4 separate regions of the Mus musculus genome follow, and regions 1, 2 and 3 are each linked to region 4. The links are chromatin contacts, called in public ChIA-PET, Hi-C and promoter capture Hi-C maps. All regions are on one chromosome and are shown on one strand. The core of a region is the stretch at or near the end of the contact, and the rest is flanking DNA. Distances in the headings are between cores, read along the strand shown. Region 1 has its middle 5.6 kb from the start of Gm32640. Region 2 holds the start of F2r (coagulation factor II (thrombin) receptor). Region 3 holds the start of F2rl1 (coagulation factor II (thrombin) receptor-like 1). Region 4 holds the start of Aggf1 (angiogenic factor with G patch and FHA domains 1).

What was found. Promoter capture Hi-C pulls out the DNA fragments that hold promoters and counts their contacts. Hi-C and Micro-C count contacts between places; a contact is called where the count stands out from the background. ChIA-PET counts read pairs in DNA pulled down with a chosen protein or histone mark.
Region 1: a Hi-C map of the C2C12 cell line shows a contact between it and region 4, with 2.0 times the contacts expected there. The contact joins the enhancer-like site here to the promoter of Aggf1 in region 4. A contact is called at or near these places in 9 of 39 promoter capture datasets (the 3T3-L1 cell line, the SN4741 cell line, embryonic stem cells and 2 more), 1 of 15 datasets of contacts at CTCF or cohesin (embryonic stem cells), 36 of 484 Hi-C or Micro-C datasets (the C2C12 cell line, the G1E-ER4 cell line, the N1E-115 cell line and 11 more), 9 of 115 datasets of contacts at active chromatin or transcription factors (the NIH/3T3 cell line, bone marrow-derived dendritic cells, embryonic fibroblasts and 4 more) and 3 of 9 other capture datasets (adipose tissue, embryonic stem cells and liver).
Region 2: a contact with region 4 is called in an RNA polymerase II ChIA-PET map of memory CD8 T cells, with 100 read pairs. The contact joins the promoter of F2r here to the promoter of Aggf1 in region 4. A contact is called at or near these places in 2 of 39 promoter capture datasets (embryonic stem cells and hippocampal neurons), 1 of 484 Hi-C or Micro-C datasets (CD8 T cells) and 1 of 115 datasets of contacts at active chromatin or transcription factors (memory CD8 T cells).
Region 3: a promoter capture Hi-C map of macrophages shows a contact between it and region 4, with 6 read pairs. The contact joins the promoter of F2rl1 here to the promoter of Aggf1 in region 4. A contact is called at or near these places in 5 of 39 promoter capture datasets (the 3T3-L1 cell line, embryonic stem cells, macrophages and 2 more), 5 of 484 Hi-C or Micro-C datasets (the G1E-ER4 cell line, embryonic stem cells, epidermal suprabasal cells and 1 more), 15 of 115 datasets of contacts at active chromatin or transcription factors (effector CD8 T cells, embryonic stem cells, epiblast stem cells and 6 more) and 2 of 9 other capture datasets (adipose tissue and pancreatic islet).

The regions. Positions count from the first base shown.
Region 1 is chr13:95,552,740-95,556,007 of GRCm38.p6, reverse strand. No RefSeq gene overlaps it. Among named protein-coding and RNA genes, the nearest start is that of Gm32640, 5.6 kb to the right of the region's middle. Within about 2 kb of position 1,762, at least 52 of the 459 cell types and tissues checked have an H3K27ac peak or open chromatin away from gene starts, as enhancers often do. A contact at or near this core is called in the C2C12 cell line, the SN4741 cell line, liver and 1 more, where this site is marked.
Region 2 is chr13:95,617,175-95,620,411 of GRCm38.p6, reverse strand. It overlaps F2r (coagulation factor II (thrombin) receptor), which reads left to right and starts at 1,946. Exons shown (of 2, transcript NM_010169.4): 1 at 1,946-2,125. The coding sequence starts at 2,038.
Region 3 is chr13:95,523,831-95,526,865 of GRCm38.p6, reverse strand. F2rl1 (coagulation factor II (thrombin) receptor-like 1) reads left to right here and starts at 1,626. Exons shown (of 2, transcript NM_007974.4): 1 at 1,626-1,829. The coding sequence starts at 1,739.
Region 4 is chr13:95,374,072-95,377,272 of GRCm38.p6, reverse strand. It overlaps Aggf1 (angiogenic factor with G patch and FHA domains 1), which reads left to right and starts at 1,916. Exons shown (of 14, transcript NM_025630.3): 1 at 1,916-2,427. The coding sequence starts at 2,215.

The sequences.
Region 1 (3,268 bases), core at 513-3,012, 180 kb before region 4:
CAATGCTCAGCTCCAACACAGTGGCTAACAACTGCCTGTAACTCCAGGCTCAGAGGGTCTGGCACTGTCCTCTGCTCTCCATGAGCACTTGGCAAGCGTGTGATACACAGACGTATATTCGGGCCAAACACTTGTACACATTAAAAACAAAAATATTTAAAAAAAAAAAAAAGGAGTAAGAATCAGGAAGCAGGAGAAAGACACAGAGAGAACATTTTCCTGGGTTCTCAGTTTTGCCCTCTGGATCTCCCAATAAAAGACCATCACCTGTTTGAAGAACGACTGCTCCAATAGAGCATCCTAGCTGCAGCACCACTGATGCTCTTTTCAAGAGACAGTTGTGGGCTGGAGAAGTGGCTCAGTGGTTAAGAGCACAGACTGCTCGCTGGGCGGGGTGATGGTGCACGCCTTTAATCCCAGCACTCGGGAGGCAGAGGCAGGAGGATTTCTGAGTTCGAGGCCAGCCTGGTCTACAGAGTGAGTTCCAGGACAGCCAGGGCTATACAGAGAAACCCTGTCTCGAAAAATCAAAAACAAAACAAAACAAAACACTGACTGCTCTTCCAGAGGTCCTGAGTTCATTTCCCAGCAACCAACCACATGGTGGCTCACAGCCATCAGTAATGGGATCTGATGCCCTTTTCTGACACGCAGGTGTACATTCAGATAGAGCACTCATATATATAAATGCATCAATCAATCAGTCTTTAAAGAGACAATTGTTTGAGTTCAACTTTGTGTACCTCGGGATGCTTAGCAGCATCAGTGGTGTGCCAGCCCAGCTCTGCCCCTAGTTGTGATAAGAAAGAAAAGGGAGGGAAAGAGGAGAAAAGAAAATATCCAAATATTACCAATGCCCCTGACAGGGTCAAAATGTCCCCAGTCAATGCTCATTAACTCCGCCTTCCTTACCTTTGTCTCATCCCGGAGCCCTACCAGCCACTCTAAATTCTGGGGGGTTAGGTTTCTGTAATAGTTAGCCTTGATTGTAGGTTTGTGCAAATCTAGAGTCAACTAAAACGCAACCTACTAGGCACTCCTTTGAGGGATTTTCTTGAGCAGATTCATTGAAGCAGGAAGTCCCACCCTCTGGTGGCGGCCCAGGTGTAAGGACATGGGAAAAGGAAACTGCTCTTTGACTGTCACCTCCATCCCTCCCGGCAAGATCATCTGTGACGTTCCTTCGTTCCTTCATCGAGACTAGAACCAGCATCTCTGAGGATTCCAGCACAGACAGAAGAGCAGCAGCAGCACTTCACAAATCTTCCAGAGCTTCCGGGCCCCACTGGGGCTGCTGAGACATCCCGCCTCTACCAGACTCTCAACCTCTCCTGAGTCAAACAGCCACTGTTGGATTACCAAGAACATTATCTTGGAAACCAGGCTAATAAACCATCTTTTTAAAGGCTCACTCATTCTATCTTGTCTGCTCCTTCACAGTTTTTCATATGCAAATCTGGGGGCAAGCGATCCAGACATTTACACTAGAGTGAAATGTTATAGAACTGAGGATTCTAATCAATAACCGGACCCAAAGAGCTGGCAGCAGGCACTTTGACCTGCACTGACACAGTCTATCCCAACAAATCCTTCCCGTCTTCCAGGTGGGGAAACACAGCTCAATGACTATTTGGTAAGCTGCAGTGCAGGAACAGAAATTCAGTGTCATTTCCAAACAGCAGCGCTCTCCCACTGCAGGGCACACAGAACTGTTCCATTCACCTCGTGATCAGTGATCGCTGACAGTTGATTAAGCCAAAGGACAGCTATCATCCTGTATTTGGCTTTCAGGTTGCCCCAGGGCAAATGAATTGGACTCAGGCCTGGAAGAGGGTGAGGCCTGTGGGAATACTTGGCTATGGGGAGTCAGCGGCCAGCCTTGCCGGCCAGCACTTCCCACAGGTATGCTGTGGTATTGACACAAAACCCAGAGGCACACTAGCAATAAGGAAGTCCACGGCTTCCGGGCCACACAGCTGGCAGAGCTAAAGACCACAGGCCAAAGCCAACCACACAGCCATGCTCTGCTACCCAGAGGCACAGTATTCACCAGCAAGCTCGCCAGGCCACTGGCTGCTTCGTGAGGCTCCACCAACATGCTCATGTCATGCTTTTTATGAAACAAGGATTTTCTTTTTTTTTTAAAGATGCAAAGTACAGAACAAGATAGAGAGAAAATGCAAATATTCCTCTCTCCTCTTCACTCTTCCCTGACCACTGCCTTCCTCAGAGAAGGCTGTGTCTAGCTCTTCACAGAACATCCTCTACTACTGGGCACATATCTACCCATTAGAAGCATGCTCGCCTGTACATTGGATTTTTCAGAAAGTGTATAATCATGGCTGTGCTCATTGGCTATGCCTCTCAATATACAGAGGACACAAATTTGGAGATCTCCCTAGTGTAGTTACACAATGCATGTATACCATTGGAAGACACTATTTCAATTATGTTTTTATGAGCAAATGATTTGTCGGTAATTTCCTTGAATCTTCTTCATGTCATGTTGGTCTATTAAGATTACATGAAGGGGCTGGAGAGGTGGCTTAAGAGCATTTGCTGTTCTTGAGAGGACCAGGGTTTGATTCCTACCACCCACATGGCAGCTCACAACTATATACAACTCTAGTTCAGGAGACCCAGTGCTTAGTCCACCCTCTGTGGACACTGCATGTCCCTAGAGGTGCACATACATGTGTGCGGGCAAAGCACTCAGTCACACAAAATAATTTAAAACTATTTTTGATTACATAAAAATTACAAATTAAGTTCACGCCTTTAATCCCAGCATTTAGGTGGGTCTTTGTGAGTTTGAGGCCAGCCTGGTCTACAAAGGAAGTTTGAGGTCAGCCAGGACAGAGAGAAGCCCTGTCTCAAAACAAGCAAAACCAGAAACCTTCAAAAAATGTTTTAAAAATAAATTACAAATTATATGTAAATCTGATTTTGGAAGAGCAAAGGGAGCATTGAAACTCCTTTTCTTGAGTGTTGGGGCTGTAGTTCAGTGGTAGGGCATGTGCTTAGCATGCACGAAGCCCTGGGTTCAATCCTTGGTGCTAAAGATAAGCAATTTAATTTTCTATGGGTTAGGTATCTCACTCAGTGACGAAGCATTGATTAGGCTGTGTGAAGACAGGTTTGTGTATGTTCATGTGTCTTTATTTTGTGGACTTATATGAGTATGCGTATTATGTGTATGTGTGTATTTATATGTATGTTTATATGTGAGTATATGTGTGTATGTATGTATATGAGTATATATGTGTGT
Region 2 (3,237 bases), core at 697-3,196, 240 kb before region 4:
AGATAGGGTTTCTCTGTGTATCCCTGGCTGTCCTGGAACTCACTCTGTAGACCAGGCTGGCCTCGAACTCAGAAATCCTCCTGCCTCTGCCTCCCAGGTGCTGGGATTAAAGGCGTGTGCCACCACTGCCTGGCTCAAACATTTTTTTTTTAAAGATCTTATTTTATAGATGTGAGTACACTGTCACCACCTTTAGATACTCCAGAAGAGGGCATCTGATCCCATTACAGATGGTTGTGAGCCAACCATGTGGTTGCTGGGATTTGAACTCAGGACCCTTGGAAGGGCAGTCAGTGCCCTTAACCACTGAGCCATCTCGCCAGCCCTGATTCTAGTGTCTTTACAATCAACTGAAGCATCTCTTACAAGCGTATTCCTTGGGTTAATTGCAGCAATTTTCTTTTTCTTGCCTGTGGTCCATAAAAGCGATGAACCTAAAACCCCCACAGCATTTCAGAGAGGTGAGAAAACGATACCATGTTATTATTGTGTGCAGACATGTGCTAATTGTCCCCACTTACCCTAAAATATGCTTTCTCAAAAGATTCCAGTGGGAAGGATTTTACATGGCATTGTCTAGCTGGGTGATTGCACAACTGACAGAGCAACTTAGGAAGATTGTGAGGCAGCTCTGAGGGTAAGGGGAGGAGATGGCCTCTGATCTTGTTTTCTGCATTGATCCAAATGTTGGGATTCCGCATTTTCTTAATTAGTGATTGATGGGGAAAGGTCCAGCCCATTGTAGGTGGTACTATCCCTGGGCTAATGGTCCTGAGCTCTGTAAGAAAGCAGGCTGAGCAAGCGTGAACAGCAAGCCAGTAAGCGGCACCCCTCCATGGCCTCTGCTTCAGCTCCTGCCTCCAGGGTCCTGCCTTGTTTTGAGTTCCTGTCCTGACTTCCTTTACCGATGAACACTTATATGGAAATATAATCCAAATAAACCCTTTCCTCTCCAACCTGCCTTTTTGTCGTGGTGTTTCATGGCAGCAATAGAAACCCTAAGACAATCACAGCACTTCAGAGCGCTAAGCTGTGAGCTGGCTCTTTCAGAAACTGGGTAGAGGACCAGGATTAATTTCCGGGGTGTCTTCCTCACTAGACTCTTTCTAAACAAAATAAGCTGGGGCTCCCTCTCGCTAGGCCTCAGCCATGACCCCCCCCCTTCTTTTGATATCTAACGCTGAAATGTAGTCAAGCACAAACCATAAGGACCTGGGAAGGACCCTTTAAAATTCCTCAGTGCTACCCCTCCTCTTCCCACCCAACATCTTTCTGGTGAGAAAGCCCTGGGCGTTGGGGCCTGTGGCTGAGGCTCTGGCTTGGGTCACCAGGGGAGGCAGAGTTCGGTAAGCAAGAGCTTGGTGAATCAGCGCCTGGATACCTGGTCCACTTCCACTCGTGTGTGGAAGATCAAAGGCTCAACGTGATCCATCTAAGCTCGCAAAATAAAAGAATTTCGAGAAATGTCAAGCACTCTGTCCACATATCTGGGGACACCCTTGTCACTGCAGGGGGGCGGGGGGGACGGGGGGACGGGGGACGGGGGACGGGGACGGACGGACAGAAGTCAGTAGCCAACTTTTAGCTAAACTCCAAACTTGTGTGCAGCCAGACGCCGGGGAGGAGAAGAGACTTGGAGCACCACCACGGGACTGTCCCCGTCTAGCTTCGCTTCCCTTGCTCCACGTCCCAGGAGAGTCATTGAAGCGGCCGCAGGCGCTCTCCGAAGACCCCGAGGGGCTGAGTCACTCCCAGGCTTGCAGCTCAACCACACCGGGTGGGACAAGGGGAGACTGGGGAGGAGCGAGCATCTGGTGCGGTCTGCCGCTTGGGTTCCGGAGCGAGGGGCTGCGGGCACGAGCGGAGACTGCGGGCACGCGCACAGCCCGCGGAGCCCCGCCCCACGCCCCTGAACCGCCTCCAAATACTCACCCAGGGGCCGCGCAGTCGCCTCTAGTCACCCGCAGGCTCCGACCGAGCTACTCAGAAAGAAGTAGGCGACGGCGGGCGCCGGGCCGCGCGGGCAGCCTTGGGACAATGGGGCCCCGGCGCTTGCTGATCGTCGCCCTCGGCCTCAGCCTGTGCGGTCCCTTGCTGTCTTCCCGCGTCCCTATGAGCCAGCCAGGTAAGAGCTGCGGGTGGGTGAGCATGGGGGAAGCTATCAGAAGTTTTAGGTTGCGCCAGCTCCGTGAGGGGGTGCTCCTGGCTGCAACCCTGCCTCAGTTTCCCCCAGGAGCCAAACAGTCATTTGGGCCGAGATCTAGAGGTTCCCCTAGTCACATCCATGTGGGGCGCACCATATCCTCCCCACTCCCCGCACGGCCGATGCTCTTTTGGACTCGGTTTTGGAGGGTGCAGTCCGCGGGCCACCGGGTGTTGGATCCGGAGAGGGGCCCGAGGGTCCGCGGAACGGTCTCCACAGTCGCTTTAATTGTCATTGTGTGGCCTGTTTTACAAGACCACCTTCAGAAAGAAAGGGTCTTGTGATTCTGGGCTTTCGGTGTGCAGTGGAACCACTCTCCTCAAGTTTTTGCTTTGATGGAAACTCGTTTTCTCGTTTGATTTACAAGGAGGGAAAAGCGATGTGAAAGAAAAAATTCACAGTCACACAATAAAGACCGGACAGCCCCCAGCTTGGCCTGGTACCCAGGAGGTGATGAAGGTTTCTGGTTGCAGGGAGTGGAGTAGGTCTTTGTTATCGGAAACCTGTTTCTCTGCATGGAGAAAAGGGACCCCTCTTCAGAATCAGGCGCACCTAGAAATTATCTAGTCTTAGTTTTTTTCAATGGAATTTCTCATCTGCCGCAAGGACATTCGTTACTTACAGTGTATTTTTAAATATCTGCCAGTTTGACCAAATAAATTAGTTTGGTCGACTTATTTCGTCAAATATTTTCTCTTTTCTCCAAAGCAGAGGCGTAGCCTGTAAAGTTCCCAATTGTTTCGACTTTCTTAGTAGGGACACCTTTAGCCGTTCCTTTCACGCTGAAGAAAATCTAGTGGGTTTTCTTCAGTTTTTGTTATCTCTGAAAGAATGTGCACTTCGGTGCTCCCACATGTAAGGATTAGGAGGTGACAAAGAGTGGGGTGTTTCCTGTTGTCTGTCTTTCTTCAGTGTGAGCTTGAGTGGTGCTCATGGGAAAACTCAGAGCCCCACAGAGGGCCCCCACGCCGAGCAGCAGCTAACCAGCCTGCCTGTGTTTGGGTAGCCGACCTTAGACCTTAATCATCAGCAGC
Region 3 (3,035 bases), core at 377-2,876, 150 kb before region 4:
CTGACCACTCTTGAGTGTGTGTCCGTGTCCATTACCTGTCCATTTCTGTTATCTAGAAAGGAAGCATTCTATTTTCATGGCCTATTCAGGACCATTTGCTTCTCTTCCTTTGATTTCTGGCTGTGTGTGATCCCGTTGGGGCAGAATGAACAGGCAGAAGACTAACCATCCATCAGGCATGTTGAGGTGTGACCCAGATCTTGCATCAGATGGAAGCTGCATTCTACACACTTATGGGACATGGCGGTGACCACTTGGCTCAAGGCTGCGCAGATATTAATAACTATCAACAGTGACTGCCTGACCCTTCCCTCTGGAGTGGAACCCCTCTGCAACATGCCAGGTGGATGTCCTCAAACCTGAGAGAAATGGCTAACTCCGGTCTCTCTTCTAACTCTGTCATCATTTCAGAGCTGTCCAGGACTGCAGCCAGCCCTTCCTACATTGAAATCCCCTCTCCGTGGAGACACCTGCTTTGGGCTCATCCGAGTCTCTTCCGTTTATGAATCCTTCCAGTATCTTCTCTGTAATTCAAACCACAGTTTTCTTGAACAACAGTAAAGTCTGACTTATTGTCCTAGTTTTAATTTATTTTTAAGATAGGGTTCTACTATGTAGCCCAAATGGTCTCCAATTCTTTATGCTCCTGCCTCTGTCTCTGTGGGGGAGATTCACTCTGGTCCTTGGACATGCTAAGCATGTGCTCTACTACCAAGCTACACACCCCAACCCATGCTTATATATTTCTTTGGAACATGGGATCACGATGCAGAAGAGACCCGAGTGGAATCAGGTATAGAGCAACAAGTTGTGGACAAATTTCAGTCATAGACTTGAGCTTGGACATTTACAAACTGTGCCAAAGAACTGTGTAACCCCAGAGGCAGCAAACATTCTAAGTTCCATCTCCTATTCTGTAAAATGGGAAGACAGATGGAGCGGGCACATACAGTGCTGAGGGCATTAGACAAGCTAACAGTACTGAACCATTGGCGGTTAGTGCTTCCCACACATCCAGGTTTGTTTAATGACACTGGATAACAGATGAGTTAATCCCAGAACTGGTGGAACAATCCTGGCACCCCAGCACTTAGGAGGTCGAGGCTGGAGAATCGTCACAAGTTTGAAGTCAGGTGGGTAGTAGGGAAAGAAAGCTTTCGCAAAAAGGCAAACCAAGACAACAATCAACAAAACAATAACCAACAAGAACCCCTTTCATATCGGTCCCGCACTGCCCATTACACCACAAAGCCTTCCACACCAATTACTGAAGACAAAGGCAACTAGCATAGACTTTCTAACATTCACAGGATGACCTCACTGGTTCTCTGAAGTAATTAAAGGTTAAAGATAGTTTTGGACATCGCCCAGGCTCTAAAACCCTGGGTCCCAACCTTCCTGTCATTTGCATTCCAATGTAGCCACCTCACCGGTCCAGCCTCACCCGCAGGCGACTCCAGCAGCCAAGTGGACGCTGGCCAGCACACGGGAGCTACGGTCAGGCTGTGCTGGGCCAGGTGGCCCGGGGTGTGGCCTGCGTAGGACGTTCGAGGGGGCGTGGTCTCCTGGGGGCGTGGTCTTCCGCAGGTGCGTCTAGGGGCTCCGGTTTCACTGAAACAGGTCCCGCCCCAGGAAGGCTCAGTGAAGCTCGTGTTAAGGGAAGGGACCCTGTGCTCAGAGTAGGGCTCCGAGTTTCGAACCACTGGTGGCGGATTGCCCGCCCGCCCCACGTCCGGGGATGCGAAGTCTCAGCCTGGCGTGGCTGCTGGGAGGTATCACCCTTCTGGCGGCCTCGGTCTCCTGCAGCCGGACCGAGAACCTTGCACCGGGTGAGCTCGAGCGGCGAAGGAACGCTCTGGGCTGGTGGGGGAATCGGGGAAGGCGGGCACACCCCCTGGACACTCTCTGTAGCTTTGATGGGGGTCCCTAACCAGGACCAATCAGCCGGGACACCTAAGTGCCACCAAAGACGCGCTAGAAACAATCCTGGTCTGGGCACTTCCAATCTCTACTCGTCGACGTGGTTCGGGGAGATAAGGAAGGAGCGCCCGCAGGACTCAGCCTCCCCTCCCTGCGGTCGTTCCTTTACAAACACTGAGTCAGTAATTGGTTTTCGCGGACCCTGCGAACTACGTCCTATAGGGTCTTACTAGACCCCCGGATTATAGCAGTTTGATGGCTCACGTATGGGTGGAGTGAGTGGGAGCCCGTGCCCTGGGAAGTTCCCACCTCGAGTTTTACACTCGCACCCACCCACTCACTGAACCCTTTCTTTGCGGGTTGAACCACAGTGTTCAAGACCCACTCGGGGCTACGGTACCTGGCATCGCAGTGGATGCGCTGGGCACGGGACTCAGGCGGTTTGAATGTCACGTGGTGGTAGAAGGGGCCCTTTCGGACCCTTACCAGGTGAAATCTCCAGCCTAGAGATTTCGAGACCTTCCCGCCGCCGGGAGCGAACACTGGCAGCCACCCAGGTCTCTCTCTGAGGCTGCCATGCCCAAGGAACCGAACTGCAGGAAAGCGGTTCGGGGCGGTGCTCCTCTGGCCCGCTGCCGGCTTGGGCGTTGCAGCTCCTGGTGAGCTCGAACTGGCCCTTCTAGAAGCCACGGAGACCTCTGTAGGCTGTAGGGTGGGGTGGGGGGGTGTTTGCTACCAGTGATAGCGCTATTGCAAAACCCGGCCTGGCGTTTCCGTTCTAAACTTGCTGTAGTCTTAAAGGCTATTTCTCACTTTTACTTTGTCGTTAAGTTGTAGAAGAGCGTCCAACCCCTCTCCGTTTGCCTGTCATTTAAAGTTAGAAATTTAAAAACTCAGGAACAAAGTGTGTGCAAACTTAAAAAAAAAGTGGTTGGAGGTGATTACTTTCGTGATTTACCTAGTATAGGAAGCATACCCTGATTAGTCGGCTTCCTCTGTTTTCAGAGTGAGGAGATTGGGAGGTAGAGGTTCCTAGCGTACGTGGTGAACTTGATTTTAACAACAACAACAAAAAAATTGGGTTACTTGTTAACCCGAGCTACTTAATATCCCAA
Region 4 (3,201 bases), core at 667-3,166:
TGTGTATGTGTGTGTGTATCTTGCGCGCGCTGGACTGGCCAGCAAGAACGACGCTGCAACAGGATCCTTCTGCACACATTTATTGGGAGAGCTTGATTGCAGAGGCGAAGAGACCCTGAGCCCAGAACTGGTGCTACTTATATAGGCCTAGGAGAGGCGTGTCTCACACCCGGATTGGTTAAGCACTATGCCTCATTTGCATGGTCCTCATCTGATTGGCTACTCTCTCAGTACCTCACAGAACCTCATTAACATACCTCATTTGCATGTCTCACATCTGATTGGTTATATTCTCAGTACCTCATTAACATGTCCGGGCCAGGCAGTGACTTGGCAAAAAACTTTACTGCATATGTACACATTGGTTGTTTGCCCAAAACTTATGCGTGGTAGCCAGCAGTAGCCAGTGCCACCTGGCAACGGCACATGTGGCTTCCCACATGTTTATGTGTGTTTTGGTACTGGGTATCAAACCTAGGGTCTCACTTATGTTAACACAAGCTTTACTACTGAGCTAAACCCAAGCCTAACTCTTTGTTTCTTACTAAGATTGTTGCTATTCTTCAGGACAGCATATTGCTATGTTGCCTAGGCCAGACAAGAACCCAGGATCCTCCTGCCTCAGCTTTTCTTGCTCTGCAGCTCTGGCAGGCCAGGGACTTGCTCTGCCACAGGCTGTCAGTTCACCTGCCTCTGTCTTCTGAGTACTTGAATCACAGGCTTGTATCACCACATGTGACTCTGTACTTTTGAGTAAAGATTTTATTTAACCTTTGTAGCCGAACACTGGAAAAATTCACAAAATGAAAATAAATACTTCTCTTCAGTCTTTTAAAAAGCCCCATCGTATATATTCACTGTACACAGTACTGTGTCGCATAAGGGCATTTTCATACTTTTTTTACATTAAGTATATTCTTTCCTTTACCTTGGCCTCATTTCTCCCCCTTACTAATCTCTTCTCTTCCCCTACACAGTTGCTGTTACTCTCATGTCATAAAAATAATTATCTTTATCCTTATCTATTTATGCTATTAGCAGATCAGATAATATAGATAAATGATTTTATAAATCTATACAAAACCTAGGAACCATGTGTAAGAGAAAACACATGGTATTTGCTTTTCTGGAACTGGCTTAATTCCGTATCTCCAGATATATCTATTTGTAAATATAAACCATTTTGCTACAAATAACTTAATTTTATTTTAATTTATCGTTTAAAAATACATTGCGTATATATGCCATATCTTCCTTAATTCACAACACTGTTGTTAGTCACCTTGTCGGGTTTTGTAACTTAGCTATTATAATTAATATGCCAAGTCTCTCTGTGATATGTTGACTGGGAGTCAGGAGTGGCTTTGCTGGGTCACATACTGACTATGTATAAAAGTAAGGTTTTTTTATTCATATTTTTTTTTTTTTTAAAAAAAAGGCATCCTACAGAACCATCGCGATTATATGGTTGTTTTATGGTAACAGACTAAAGGAGAGCTCATAAGTAGTCCTCCAGTAACAGGAACGGGACAGATGATAGTGATGGTCTTGCAAAGCTATGTAAAGGACATGCTCTTAACAAAGCTATGTCGTGTGAATCCCTTTAGTCTGGGAAGAGAATTCAATGTTAAAGTTCCCATTATAAGGCGAACTTACAAAGTGCACTTCTAAGAATACTTGTACATTGGAAGAACCCTCGATTTTGAATGGGGAAACATTTCACCAATCGGACTCAAACTCCTACACTACAATACAAGGGAAACAATCGGAAGTAAAAACACAGGCCGTTGTTTGGGCACATAAACACCAATTTGTACCCAGCTCCTAGCCCCGTGTACCAGCGCGATCAGACCCTTCTAGCTTTCCGTCGCTTCCTTTTTCCGTCTTGGCTCCGCCCTCCTCCGGCTTAGCGTTTCCGGCTCAGCCCGGAACTAGAGGCTTCCGCTGGGTTCGCTTTAGTTCTCCCGTCCGCTGGCTTCCCGGAGACTGTCACCGGGCGGGTGTCCGCGCGGCCCGGGTAGAGTCGGCTTCGTCCCCAAGCTCGCAGTCCCGGCCGCCGTCTTCGGGGGCGACATGGCCGGGGCCCGCTGCGGTCGTCCGAGCGTGAGGCCGCCCCTCGCAGCCCGCGCGCTCCAGTGGCCCCTGGGCCAGTGGGCCCCGGTGTCGTCCTAAGCAGCCCGGTCCGCGCCCCGCGGGCTCGGCGCTCACGGCCGCATGGCCTCCGAGGCGCCCTCGCCGCCTTCGCCTTCTCCGCCGCCGCCCGCCTCTCCGGAGCCGGAGCTGGCGCAGCTCAGGCGGAAGGTGGAGAAGTTGGAGCGCGAGCTGCGGAGCTGCCGGAGGCAGGTGCGGGAGGTGGAGAAGCTGCTGCAGCACACGGAGCGACTCTACCGCAACGCCGAGAGCGACAACCAGGAGCTCCGCACGCAGGTACGCGGCTGCCGGGGCCAGACCTGCTCCACGGACCCTGGGAAGTCATGACAGCCCAGAGCTGGTCAAAATCCCAAAGACCTGTGGAGCCAGTTGGCCAGTGCCAGCCAATTGGTTTGGGCAGTTGTCTCAGGGCAGGCGAGAATGAACTTCAGCATGGGCTACATGGTCTTGATCGTCTGTCCTACTGGCAATGGGCGCATTTATTTGGGGGGGGGGGTCACGTTTAAGAGTTTTTTGTTATTTGTTTTGTTTGGTTGAGTTTTTAATTCTTATTTTGGTTGATACGAAATCTCCATTTGGGGCCTTGAACTTGCTGTGTAACAGAGGATGACCTTGAAGTTCAACTTTTGATCCATGTCAACACTTCCCAAGTGCTGAGGTTGTGGGCTTGCATTTTTCTCCACCGCCCCCCCCCTTCGCCCCCCAAACACACACATTTGGGATTCAATTGAGAATCTACGCAGGTCAGCCTGGCTTAGGTCTTAAAATGCAGCCCAAGTTTGACTCAAACTCAGACTCCCTCCTAGGCTGGGATTTCAGGCATGAGCCAACACCCACCCATCCCCTTTTGAGAACTTAGAATGCCATTTCCTACCTCGTGTTTCCCTGCTGTTTATAAAGTCAGGGTGATAATAGTGTACAGCAGTGACGTTTAAAAGCAGGAACATAGTTTAGTTTTACACTCTTGAACATACTCCATGTGTAAGGTGACCTCAGTTATCCTCTTGGGTTCACTTGTAGGAAGGTACATCCGCCTTTCTTACAGATACT